Regions from separate parts of the Mus musculus genome. Here all the other regions are linked to region 2. The links are chromatin contacts, called in public HiChIP or PLAC-seq and capture Hi-C maps. All regions are on one chromosome and are shown on one strand. The core of a region is the stretch at or near the end of the contact, and the rest is flanking DNA. Distances in the headings are between cores, read along the strand shown.

Region 1 (3,729 bases), core at 760-3,259, 430 kb after region 2:
ACTATGCTTAGTCTATGTGGTGGTCAGGACTGGAGGGTGGCAGTCAGGATGCGGGCCAGTTTAGGAGTGCATTCCCTCGCCTCTGCCCACAAGGTGCCACTCCACATGGGAGGCTTGTGTCTGTGCAGCATGTCCACTATGAAGGACCTTCTATGTGCCTTCAGGCAGCCCGAGACTACAGTCAATCTGGCCAACAGAGGCAGCAAAGGGTAGCGTCCCACCTGTGGAGCATGAGCCACCATCAGGCAAGTGAGGTAGGTGTAAGACCTTGACCTAAGGACCAACCTGCCCGGGCAGCACACGGGAAACATCCAGAAAGGTAATGTCTGAAGCAGAACCAAGCATTTCCATGAGGCGGCTCTGTTCAGTCAGCTTGGTCATGGCACCGTGCGCGTACACGCACGTGCGCATACACACACACACACACACAGAGGACAGATGAAGCTTCAGGGCTCAGCCACACCCACCAGGACCCTCCCTACAACCCCCCCCAAGAGCTCACCTGTCTGCTTACCTTCGCCTTCCTCATCCAGGCCTTGGTCAGTTCTCCCATCCCGGCTGGGCAGGCTGAGCCCTGCCAGTAAAGACTTCAACATCACCAGGTCACTGTTGTCAAAGGACAGGTCACTGTGGAGGAAGCACGGGTTCACTTCAGAGGAGGGCAGGCGGGGAAGAGTGCCAGGCAAGGAGAAGCAGCAGGGCAGGAAGGAGGGCCTGGGGTTAGGCAAGTGCAAAGAGAAATGGTAGGGAGGAGGGGTGAGTGAGGAGGAGTGAATAGGGAGGAGGGGTGAATGGGGAGGAGGGGTGAGTGAGGAGTGAATAGGGAGGAGGGGTGAGTGAGGAGTGAATGGGGAGGAGGGGTGAGTGAGGAGTGAATAGGGAGGGGTGAGGAGGAGTGAATGGGGAGGAGGGGTGAGTGAGGAGGAGTGAATAGGGAGGAGGGGTGAGGAGGAGTGAATGGGGAAGAGAGGTGAGTGAGGAGGAGTGAATGGGGAGGAGGGGTAAGGAGGAGCAAGTGGGGATGAAGCTGAAGGCTGCAATTCAGACCAGAACATTCACTGTCTGGACTGCCCCTCCTGGCTCCAGTGTGGGGCCACTGGCCAGCCTGGGCAGGTGTGGGGACTCACTGGAGGGGCTCTGCGTGCTTCTGCAGGAAGGCCACGGCTGCTGGTGCGCTGCAGCCCACGTACTTGTGGATGAACTGAACGAACTTGCTAATGAAGGGAGCCAGGTGGCGGGAGGACTTCCGGTAGTTCTGTAGAGAAGGCAGAACCACCAGAGGCTTCCTCAGACCCTCTACACCATACATGACCCCCATGACAGCCATGAGCACAGAGCTAGCCTGACTGGGGCCTGATGTTTTGTTTTTTATTGAACGAATGTTTTGCCTGAATGTATGTCTGTATGTCTGTGCACTACATGGGTGTCTGGTGTCCTGGAACTAGAGTTTCTCATGCTTGTGAGCCACCATGTGGGTGGTGGGACCCAAACCAGGGTCTTCCTTTGCGAGAGCAGCTAACGCTCTCTAATCTCTAAGCCCTCCTTCCAGCCCCTGAGTCAGACCCTGATATTGCCTCAATATTATAGCCAAGGCTGGTGCAGAACTTACAATTCTCCTGCCTCAGCTACCCTCGTGCTGATTGCAGGTGTGCTACTCTGACACCTGGCTGGCCTGGCTTTTGTTTTCATAATATTATGTATATACTAGGCATATGACACCAACAAATAGCACCCATGGGACTTGAATGTGGATTCCCCAGGCAGGGGATACTGGGGCTTAGGAGCCTCAGTGAAGAGCTGGTCTTCAGACAGTGGAGACAGAAGCCACTGGGCAGTGGCCTGGCTTTGGCCCTGGCTCCAGGCTGTCCTGTAGGAGCAGAAGGGAGTCAGGCAAGGACAGGAGGGGCCATGGGAGGATGTACGGCTGAGGAATGTGGGGGACAGTCTGCCTGGCACCCACCAGGAGCAGGCGGATAAAGGATCGCAGGCAGTCCCAAAGCGCCCCCTGGTGTTCGCTCTGGAACACACGCGGCTGCAGCAGCTCCAGGATGCCCAGCACATGCAGGAAGAAGGCCAGGTGGTTCTGCTGCCGGAACTCCTGGAAGTTCAGATGAGTGCGGCCGTGCAGGAGGGCTGCGATCATGGGCAGGTGCCTGGGCAGAGCAGAAGAATGTCCCTGGTTACACCTTCCCCCGAGTCACCCAGCACCACAGGCTGTGACAGCACGCACCTCAGCAGCAGGACGGGGTGGGCCACAGCCAGCTTCCGGCAGGCCATGTTGGCGTCAGCCACTCTGCTCTCAGAAGACCGGGAGTCGCTGGTGTCTGCCAGGAGCGTGATGAAGCGATGGACGAGGCCGTCCAGCTAGGGGGAGGGGAGACTACTTGCCTATACACCGTCTGAACTCCCCCTACCCCCTCATGGCCCAGGACATCACGCAGCAGCAGACACACGCTCAGCACGGACACTCTAGCGATCACACCAAAGGCAGGAGCTCATGTGGCCCCTCACACAAAACTCCAGAGGACGCAAGCTGGTCTGCCCTGCTGAGGCACAGTGGAGCTGGCCAGAATGGGTAGGAGGTGGAGACCTCTGGGGTACTCTGGGGTGACAGTGCACGACCCTCGTGATGGAGGCCATGGCCCCATATTGTCCACATGACACACATGTGCTGACTCCTGTCTGCCCACAACCTGGGTACAGAAAGGGGAAGGGGCATCCCTCTGCCCCAAGCTGCATCCAGAGGAAGAGCCTAGCACAGTAAGGTCTAGCTCTGGTGAGGTGAGCTAAGGTGAGACTGATGGCACCCCCACTCCAGGCTCTATGGGGACTATGCCCCTCACCTTGTGGTGAGGTTGATGGTGCAGCCCCCCCCCCGCACCCCATCCTCCAGCCCCCACCCCCTGCTCTGTGGAGACTGTGTCCCTCACCTTGCAGATGCTGCTGCTGGTGGCACCTTCACTTTGCAGCAGGACCTCGGGCACTGGCACCCGGACCTCTGGCCGCTGCAGGTACAGTTGCAACAGCAAGTCTCGGCAGCGCTGGCCCAGCACACTGGAAAGAGCAGAGGGGAGAGGGACTGGGTCACTGGGATGGTGTGGCCAGGGGAGGGACATGTACTGAAGGAGCCACTCCCAGGTGACACAGCAGCCATCTATGGCAAGGGGACACAGTGGGGACTCAGGTACCTGTCCCCCCATTGCTGGATGCAGCTGGTCAGGTGCTCGGTCACTTTTCCAATGCTCTCATCATTGCTACGGCAGCAGCTAAGCAGCAGGGGCAGCCGGGTCTGGATAAGGGTGCGTGCAGCACTGTCCCCATCCTGGCTCCTGGTCTCTGCCTCGGACAGGATAAGCTCCACCAGGCTGAGCAGCTCTGGGCCCTGCACGTGGAGCACCAACTCCTCCCGCCGCTTCTGCAATCAGGAGGCTGCAGGTCAGCCCCAGGATGTGTGTGCAGCCACCACCCATGGGTTGGGCTAACCTCTTGAGACCTGCCTGTGGAGTGCGCTGGTCCCGGCCCTGCCAGATCCGGGGGACATGGATACAGGCCCAGAGGAAGTCCAGGGATGCTGAAGGGTCGAGCCTGGGAGGAGCAAGCAATGCCAGGGTAAAGTTCCTAAAAAAGGGACCTCAGTAGAGGGCCACCTCTGTCCTTCTGAGGAGTCCCTAGTCTTTGGTCTCCCTGACCCACACACTCCCAGGTCTTGTGTTTGTGAGCTGGGCACCT
Region 2 (3,627 bases), core at 1,072-3,571:
GATGGATGGACCCCAACGTCAAGATACAGACTGGGGTGAGGCTCACTGGGTGCTTTCCCACAGCCGGGTGAGACTGCTCAAGGCTGCCCTGGAGCCTTGATGGTCAGAGGTGACCTGGGCTTGCCATGATGTTCTGCTGTCTAAGAAGATGTCATTATTCCCCAAGGTACCCTTGATCCCCCTGGAGTGGTCAAGAACACCCATGAGCCAATCCAGAGGACCACATGGAACACACATGTCTCCCCACCTCAACAAGGCCACCACAAGACAGGAGACTCCAGAACAGCATCACAGAACACAGGAAGACCCAATTACCTACTAAGCACCGGGGGCCTGTGCGGACCTGCCATCGGAGTCACGAGGCAGGCGTTGTGGCTGAGCCCAGGAGCTAGGCAAAAATGGGAGGTTTGTATAGACAGTGCGTGTGGGCCCCGAGTGGGCATCAGGAAACCCAGGCAGCCTGTGGACACCCAAGTGAGTTCAAGCTGTTGAGGCCTCAGTTTCCCTGCTCATAAAATGGAAACAAGCCTCATACTTAATCTGCCTCGCAGGTGGGGGAGGGGGAGAAACAAGCTGTTATTATAAGGCAAGTCTGAAAATGGGCAGCTTGGCTTACAGCCAGCAAGGGCTGGGCCCCAAGAGGGCAGTAGCTGCGGCAGCCAGTGGCCTGGGACTGGCTAAAGGGCTGCTAGGACATTACATAGGTGAATGGTGTAGGGTGGTTCCTATTGAGCCTTCTGGAAGCCCCTTCTTCCTCCTGCTCAGGCCAGGAGGTCTAGGGAAAGTAAAAGCTGTTCTGGCTGGGTGGCCAAGGAATACGAGGTTAGGCCAGCTTCTCTCGTGGGGTTTGCTGCCCCCCCCCCACAAGTCAGGCTTGGAAGCTGGGCAACCCATCAGCCCTCCTTACAGGGGACTCCAGCATAGCCAGCTTTCCTAAACAAGTTGAAAGGCAGGTCTGAGAGAGGGAGGTGGGGAGAGTCCACTGAGCCAGGCCAGCTGGCAGCAGTACCACATAGCACCAGGGAGGCACCACCCCGCTGCACCACCGTCAGGGCCCTGCGGTGCCCCAAGAGACCAGGAAAGGGCTACTTCATCTTGCCTACTTCCCACTGAAGCTTGGTCAATGTCTCCTCCCAGGGACACCAGGGCCCCTGGGGTGGCATGCACTTACTATTGGCTAGCAGATTCTCAGCCTCAGGCTGGCACTCTTCAGCCCAGAGGCGGGGATGTGGGGGAGAGATGGGAAGGAGGTCCTATTTACAGACTGCAGGCTTTCCGCCTGCATCTCAGGGAGATAGAGTTAAGTCCCCAAGGAATTGATTCCTGGTATGTTCTGAGGGGTTCATGCTAGGGCCCCCTGATATCCCTGAAATGCCCTGTCCCCACCTGCATACCCAGATAGGATCGGCCTGGGAGGGCCAGCTCTCAGAGCCTGCCAGCTGGTCAGAGAACCCGGCCCTTTTTCCATAGCCAATCCTGAGCCCCTGTGTTCTGGCCCCTACAAATCCTTCCAAACCTGGAGCAACCAAGGGACAAAGTCTGGAAGATGTCTGACATATGCGTCTATGACTCCCACCTGTCCCCGACTGTCCTGATCCCAGAGAAGCTAGGTAGAGAGAGCCAAAGGCACATGGCCAGAATGTCCTCACAGGGCCACCCAAGGCTCTGCATCCTCCCCCAGCCTTGAGTCTGTACAAGACGGTGGCCCCAGGCAGGGATGCCATGACGTCATCTCCAGGTAGCTGGGAACCAGGTGGACCCCATACTCCCTGGCAGACACCCTGGGCTCACTGGCCGCTTTCCTTGCAAGCCAACCGCCCCTGCTGATTTCCTCTTTTTTTTTAATACCCCGAGACGCCAAGGTTTCGCAAGGCTGGGGAGGGGAGGCGGCTGCGGGTGACAGCGTGACACGCAGCCCGGCGGGGGAGGGGAGTCGGCGGCACAGGTCGCACGGAGCCCGCGAGGTGCCCTCCGGATGCTGCGCCTCACCACTGCCAGTCCCTGACGCCGGCAGGTGCACCCGGGCCGCGCCCCAACCCAGCCAGGACCCAGCGCGTGGCGCGTCCCCATCCCCCGCGCCCCCCACGCAGTCCTGTCCACCCGGCCGCACCCCGCGCCTCCGCCCGTCCCGCACCTACCCGGGGCTCCGCAGTCAGCGCAGCGCGTGTTCCCCGGCCGCGTCAGTAGCTCCAGCAGCGCCCGGCGCCGCTCCCCGGCCATGGCTGCGCGGCCACCGCGCCGTCCCGAGCACGCCCGCCCCGCTAGGGCCCCGCGCCGCGCGCCCGCCGCCCGCCTTGCGCCATCGCCACCGCTCAGCCCGCGCGCCGGCCCCGATCGTGTCGCCGCGCGGGGCCGCCCTGAGCGGAGCTGCGCGCGCGGGGACCGGGGAGTAACGCACGGCGCGCCCGGGACGGCGCGGCCCGCGGGCGGCCCCCAGCGGCGCGGACAGGGAGCGGCCTCTTGGAGAGCCCGGCCTCAACGGGTCCACCTGGGGCGGGGTCGCAGGGAACCCGCGCTGCGGAAGGATGGGCCACCCAACACGCAAGCGTGCCTGTTGGGTTGAAGCTGAGGTCGCGGGCAGCTCAGGCTAGCCCTACCTATGAATGACAAATTCCAGTACTAAAAGGATCGAAGGGCTCCACCCTCACACGTGTCCAAGTCTATAGTCTCATCTCCAAGAGATAGGACAAGAACTGGCCACACCCTTCCTGATCTCTGGCCCGCTCCCTCCCAGAGCCGGGTGTCTGCTTCTTTAACTGGCCCTAGCATTTCTTTTCAAATTCCATTTTCTCCATTATAAACGCAATAGTAGCCATTTAGAAGCCAATGGCCACACCCAACTGAGAAATGAAAGCCATCTCCAAAGCCTCCTGAGAGTCTACTCCTGCTAATATGTCACAGCCAGGGTGTTGGTTGCTCTATGATTTGGCCCCACAGTGTTCCCTGCCCCGCAAAGGCCCCTGGGTTAAGGGCACAGTCCCCACGGTGATGCTATAGTGTGGTCAGGGCTACTGGGAGGAAGTTAGGTTGTTGGGACCCTAGCCTCTTCGTTATGCTCTCTCTTGCTTCCTGGGGAGGAAGGGTCCGTTTTGTCCCACCACGTATGTCATGCTGCTTTACTGCACATTGTCTTTCTGAGTGTCTACTTTGATGTCATGAACGTTTGCAATCCTGGCCGACTCCACCTGGTGGCCCTCTGCTGAGGCTGTTGTCTTGCCAGGGGCATCTGTCCCTCCTGACCTGGCTGTCATGCCATTGCAGAACTTGTTTTGGGATCAGGAGACAGAACATGCAACCTGCCCCAATGCACATTTTGGAGGTCTTGAGGCCGGTGGCGCTGTAGGCTTGTTGTTTAACGGATCTAATGTTTTTCTCCTGAAGCCTACTGGAGCCTGGCTCCAGACCTGGCACACAGCAGGAGCTTGGAGAATGAAGCAAAATGCAGACTGCTGGGGGCTGGGGAAGTGGTTCAATGGATAGAGAGCTTACCCAGCATTCACCGAGCTGCGTATTGTGTCCTCGGCACCACAGAACCTAGGAGTACTGACGGATGCCTCTACTCTCAGTGCCCAGGAGGTCGAGGCAGGAGGATCCGCTGTTCAAGGCCATCCTCAGCTACACATCTAG
Region 3 (3,544 bases), core at 226-2,725, 450 kb after region 2:
CCAGGCTGGAAGTGGCTCCCACGGGCACTGGGCAGATGGACAGGATGAAGGAATCTCTCTGGGGAAGTTGGCAGTCTGATCTTACCTTCAATGGGCACCACAGATGGCTCCTTAATCGATGGAGAAATGGCTCGCTTCTCTGCAACTGCGGCTTCAGCCAGACGTCCCAGGGCGCTCAGTGGGGGAGTGGAGGACAGTTTGGGGCGCTTAGTGAGGCCGGTCAGCGCAGAGGTCCCAGACAGAGAAGCTGAAGCATCTCTCTTGCGCTCTGAGGGTAGCCCAGAAGGGGCTGGCTTCAGCAGGGTGGACGTTGTCTTTGATTCACTGGCCTGACCCTTGGACCCCAGAGCAATAAAGTCCCCAGGGGGAGGGTGCCCTGCAGAGGAACAGAAAACCCACACCTGTGATACCCAATCTCAGAGTGGGCCCCCAAGAGACAAAAGTAAAGCCTGAGGTTGTCCAACCACCCTGGCAGAGCAAGCGATGGCTGACGCTGATCCAGTGCTGACTAGAAACTAAGCCATCTGTAACTCATAAGCACTGTCTACTTAATTCTCACCGGGCTTCTTCAAAAGTTATGACCCTCGTTTTACAAATAAAGACACAGAAGTTAGGCAGGGGACTGGTGGCACATGCCTTTAATCCCAGCACTTGGGAGGCAGAGGCAGGAGGATTTCTGAGTTCAAGGCCAGCCTGGTCTACAGAGTGAGTTCCAGGTCAGCCAGGGCTACACAGAGAAACCCTGTCTCGAAAAAACCAAAACAAAACAAGACAAAACAAAATAGACAGAAGTTAAGTAATGTGCCAGTGTCACACAGTTAGCAAGAAGAAACTTTAGGACCCCAGTCTAGATTATCCGGCTTCAGAGACTGTGATTCTGGTCCAGGTACCCTGTCCTTGCCAGATGCTCAGCAGGACAAGGATGCCCTTGTCCTTTAGGAGCCCCTCAGGACAGCAATGTATGCAGGAAGCCTGGGTTGGATGACCGTTGTCCTGCTGTGTTGGATGCCCACGCTCTCCCAACAGTCCCAAGTTAACTATGTCCCGTAGGAACCCCTTCAGTGGCCATGCCGGCCTTCATGGAACCCATTCATTGACCGTCTCGAGGTCGCCGCGCGCAGGGACGCACCTGAGGGCTTGGCGGCCGCGCTGGGTCTCCGTACGGTGGTGGGCTTGGCTCGATTCATCCTCCCCGCGGCCCGGGCGCCCCTAGAGGAAGCGCCTTCACCTGGGAGGAGGCGGCGGGAGTCACTCGCTCGCTCAGTCATTCATCCCTCGCACCGGGGCCACTGGACCGAGTGCCCAGGGCCGCCTACCGGGGTCACAGAAAGGGGCCAAGTGCGGCACACACGCGGCCGACTGCGGAGACGGATGTCACCGCAGGGAGCGGACTTCACCTGGGTGCAAAGGCCCCTCACCTCCGGTGCAGCACTCTGCAGACCCGAGACACGGGCGCTCCGGAAGTGCAAACTGATCTGCGAGCCTTCCGAGCGCTGATTTCTCACATAACCGGAAGTAAAACAAACCCGAAGGCGAGGAAGAGAGGAGAGAGGCAGGCAGAGCCTACTAGTGTTTGCACCGCCCTCTGGCGGCCGGAGGCTGGATGGACCTATGCCTGTCTGAAAGCTGGGCTTGTTGGGCATAAACTGTTCCCTCTTACGGTTTTGGAGCTAAATCTGATCCTAGCTCAAGAAGTCAAAATCCAGCCGGTCGGTGGTGGCGCACGCCTTTAATCCCAGCATTTGGGAAGCAGAGGCAGGCGGATTTCTGAGTTCGAGGACAGCCAGGGCTATACAGAGAAACCCTTTCTCAAAAAACAACAACAACAAAAAAGTCAAAATCCTACTTTCATATTGATACATGCTCTAAAATGTTGAAGGCCTCTGTCAATGGCCTCTGGATTCACCTGATTTGGGTACCTCTGTCAATGGCCTCTGGATTCACCTGATTTGGGTACCTCCCTCTCCATGGAGACCTCTACATGGAGCTATCAGGATAGGTACTGCAGGTCTCCTCTAAGGAAGTCCCAGATAGATTGTCCAGCTGCTGGGACAAAGACAAAATTCCAGACATGGTCCCGAGACCATGTTTGTGTGTGTGTACATGTATGTGTGTATACATATATATGTATGTGTGTTTATGTATGTGTGTGAATGTCTGAGTGTATCTATACACATATAGACAGACAGATAGACATTCCAAGGTCATAGAATTAGGATTGGGAGCCCAAGACCCTCAAGCGCCCTTAATGGATTGTCCCCATGATGGCCAGCCTCCTTGGTGCCAGCAAGCCCAGAGCTATATAGTAAACATTTGTGGGCTGAATAAAGGATGTGTTTGAACATTGTGGCACAAAGGGAGCTTCAGGCAGAGAGCTGGTTTTCAGCCCCAGGAGCGCACCTCCCATACCTGTCAGTGCCTGCAGTTCAGGGTCTTTCTTACTGTGATGCCAGGGCTACAATAACAGTATGTCAGGGTAAGCAGGATGGGTCAGTAGGTGAAAGAGCTTGCTGAGCCAACTCTACAAATTTGTCCTCTGACTTACACGTGTGCTGTGGTGTGCATGGCTGTACATTCACATCATGCACACTCATACCCACAATAACAATAGATAAAATTTAGATTTTAAAAAGGGATGAGTTGTCACAGTGTGGTCACACACACCTTTAATCCCAGCACTCAGGAGGCAGAGGCAGGTGAATCTCCGTGAGTTCCAGGACAGCTGGAGCCACATAGACAGACTCTGACCCAAAACAAAAGCAAAATCAAACAAAATGGCGGGGAGTCTGTTTACTCCAGTAGATCCTAACCCAGTGACAGTGGAACCCAGCTCAGCCTGAGCCCTGCTGAGGACCCTTTGGGGAAGGTTGGGCAGCGTCCCCCAGAACCTATGTAGGATGCTGGCAAACCACACTGAGCAGACCTGCAGCTGCTGTGGTCTAACTGCCCCAGTGGCAGGAAGCAGCTGTCCCCATCTGCCAGCCTGAGCCTCATACTGCTGTGCCTGGTGGTGGACAGTGTCCCCGGGGCTCTGTGGCTCCCTGTATGGATGCAGCATTCCCAGTTCAGCTTAGCCCACCTCACTTGCAGCAAGCCTCCCTCTCTCCCTCTCTGTGGTACCAGCATCAGTGCCTGCAAAGCCTCCCGGTCCTCAGCCGCACACACCCTGCATCCCTGCTGGAACTCCTCACCACAGGTCATGCCATATGGCATGCCAAGATAGGCCCTGTCAGGTGTCCTCGTTAGCAGGGCAGGAACACCTAGAAAGCTCTGGCACATAAAGAGCAGATCCATTCAGGGACATGTGACATGGGGACACCTGAGGAAGAGCAAGGAAGCTAGGAAGCCAGATTACCTGGCCCAGCATCTCTCTGAGGGCCTGGACTTCATCCATTCCATTGAAAGGGGAGCTAACCTCCTCCATCAGGCCCACTGCTATCCTCTAAGCACTTATATAACCAGCTCCCTTCTGGTCTCCACTTCTGCAAGTTTACCAAACCCACCCCTTCCCTGTGACCTGTAACCATCATCCACCGGGAATGAA

What was found. HiChIP or PLAC-seq counts read pairs in DNA pulled down with a chosen protein or histone mark. Capture Hi-C pulls out chosen DNA fragments and counts their contacts.
Region 1: a contact with region 2 is called in an H3K4me3 HiChIP or PLAC-seq map of embryonic midbrain, with 5 times the contacts expected there. The contact joins the enhancer-like site here to the promoter of Adap1 in region 2. A contact is called at or near these places in 2 of 39 promoter capture datasets (cranial neural crest and pre-B cells), 2 of 15 datasets of contacts at CTCF or cohesin (embryonic stem cells and large pre-B cells), 11 of 484 Hi-C or Micro-C datasets (B cells, the G1E-ER4 cell line, brown adipocytes and 5 more), 8 of 115 datasets of contacts at active chromatin or transcription factors (embryonic forebrain, embryonic hindbrain, embryonic midbrain and 3 more) and 2 of 9 other capture datasets (adipose tissue and embryonic stem cells).
Region 3: a capture Hi-C map of embryonic stem cells shows a contact between it and region 2, with 2.7 times the contacts expected there. The contact joins the promoter of Ints1 here to the promoter of Adap1 in region 2. A contact is called at or near these places in 6 of 115 datasets of contacts at active chromatin or transcription factors (embryonic forebrain, embryonic hindbrain, embryonic midbrain and 3 more) and 2 of 9 other capture datasets (adipose tissue and embryonic stem cells).

The regions. Positions count from the first base shown.
Region 1 is chr5:139,752,947-139,756,675 of GRCm38.p6, forward strand. Ints1 (integrator complex subunit 1) reads right to left here. Exons shown (of 47, transcript NM_026748.2): 36 at 3,498-3,585; 37 at 3,189-3,415; 38 at 2,931-3,054; 39 at 2,231-2,364; 40 at 1,961-2,153; 41 at 1,128-1,255; 42 at 515-627. Among named protein-coding and RNA genes, the nearest start is that of Mir7037, 13 kb to the right of the region's middle. Within about 2 kb of position 2,010, at least 9 of the 459 cell types and tissues checked have an H3K27ac peak or open chromatin away from gene starts, as enhancers often do.
Region 2 is chr5:139,323,143-139,326,769 of GRCm38.p6, forward strand. Adap1 (ArfGAP with dual PH domains 1) reads right to left here and starts at 2,322. Exons shown (of 11, transcript NM_172723.4): 1 at 2,139-2,322. The coding sequence starts at 2,220.
Region 3 is chr5:139,774,203-139,777,746 of GRCm38.p6, forward strand. Ints1 (integrator complex subunit 1) reads right to left here and starts at 1,476. Exons shown (of 47, transcript NM_026748.2): 1 at 1,130-1,476; 2 at 86-376. The coding sequence starts at 1,268.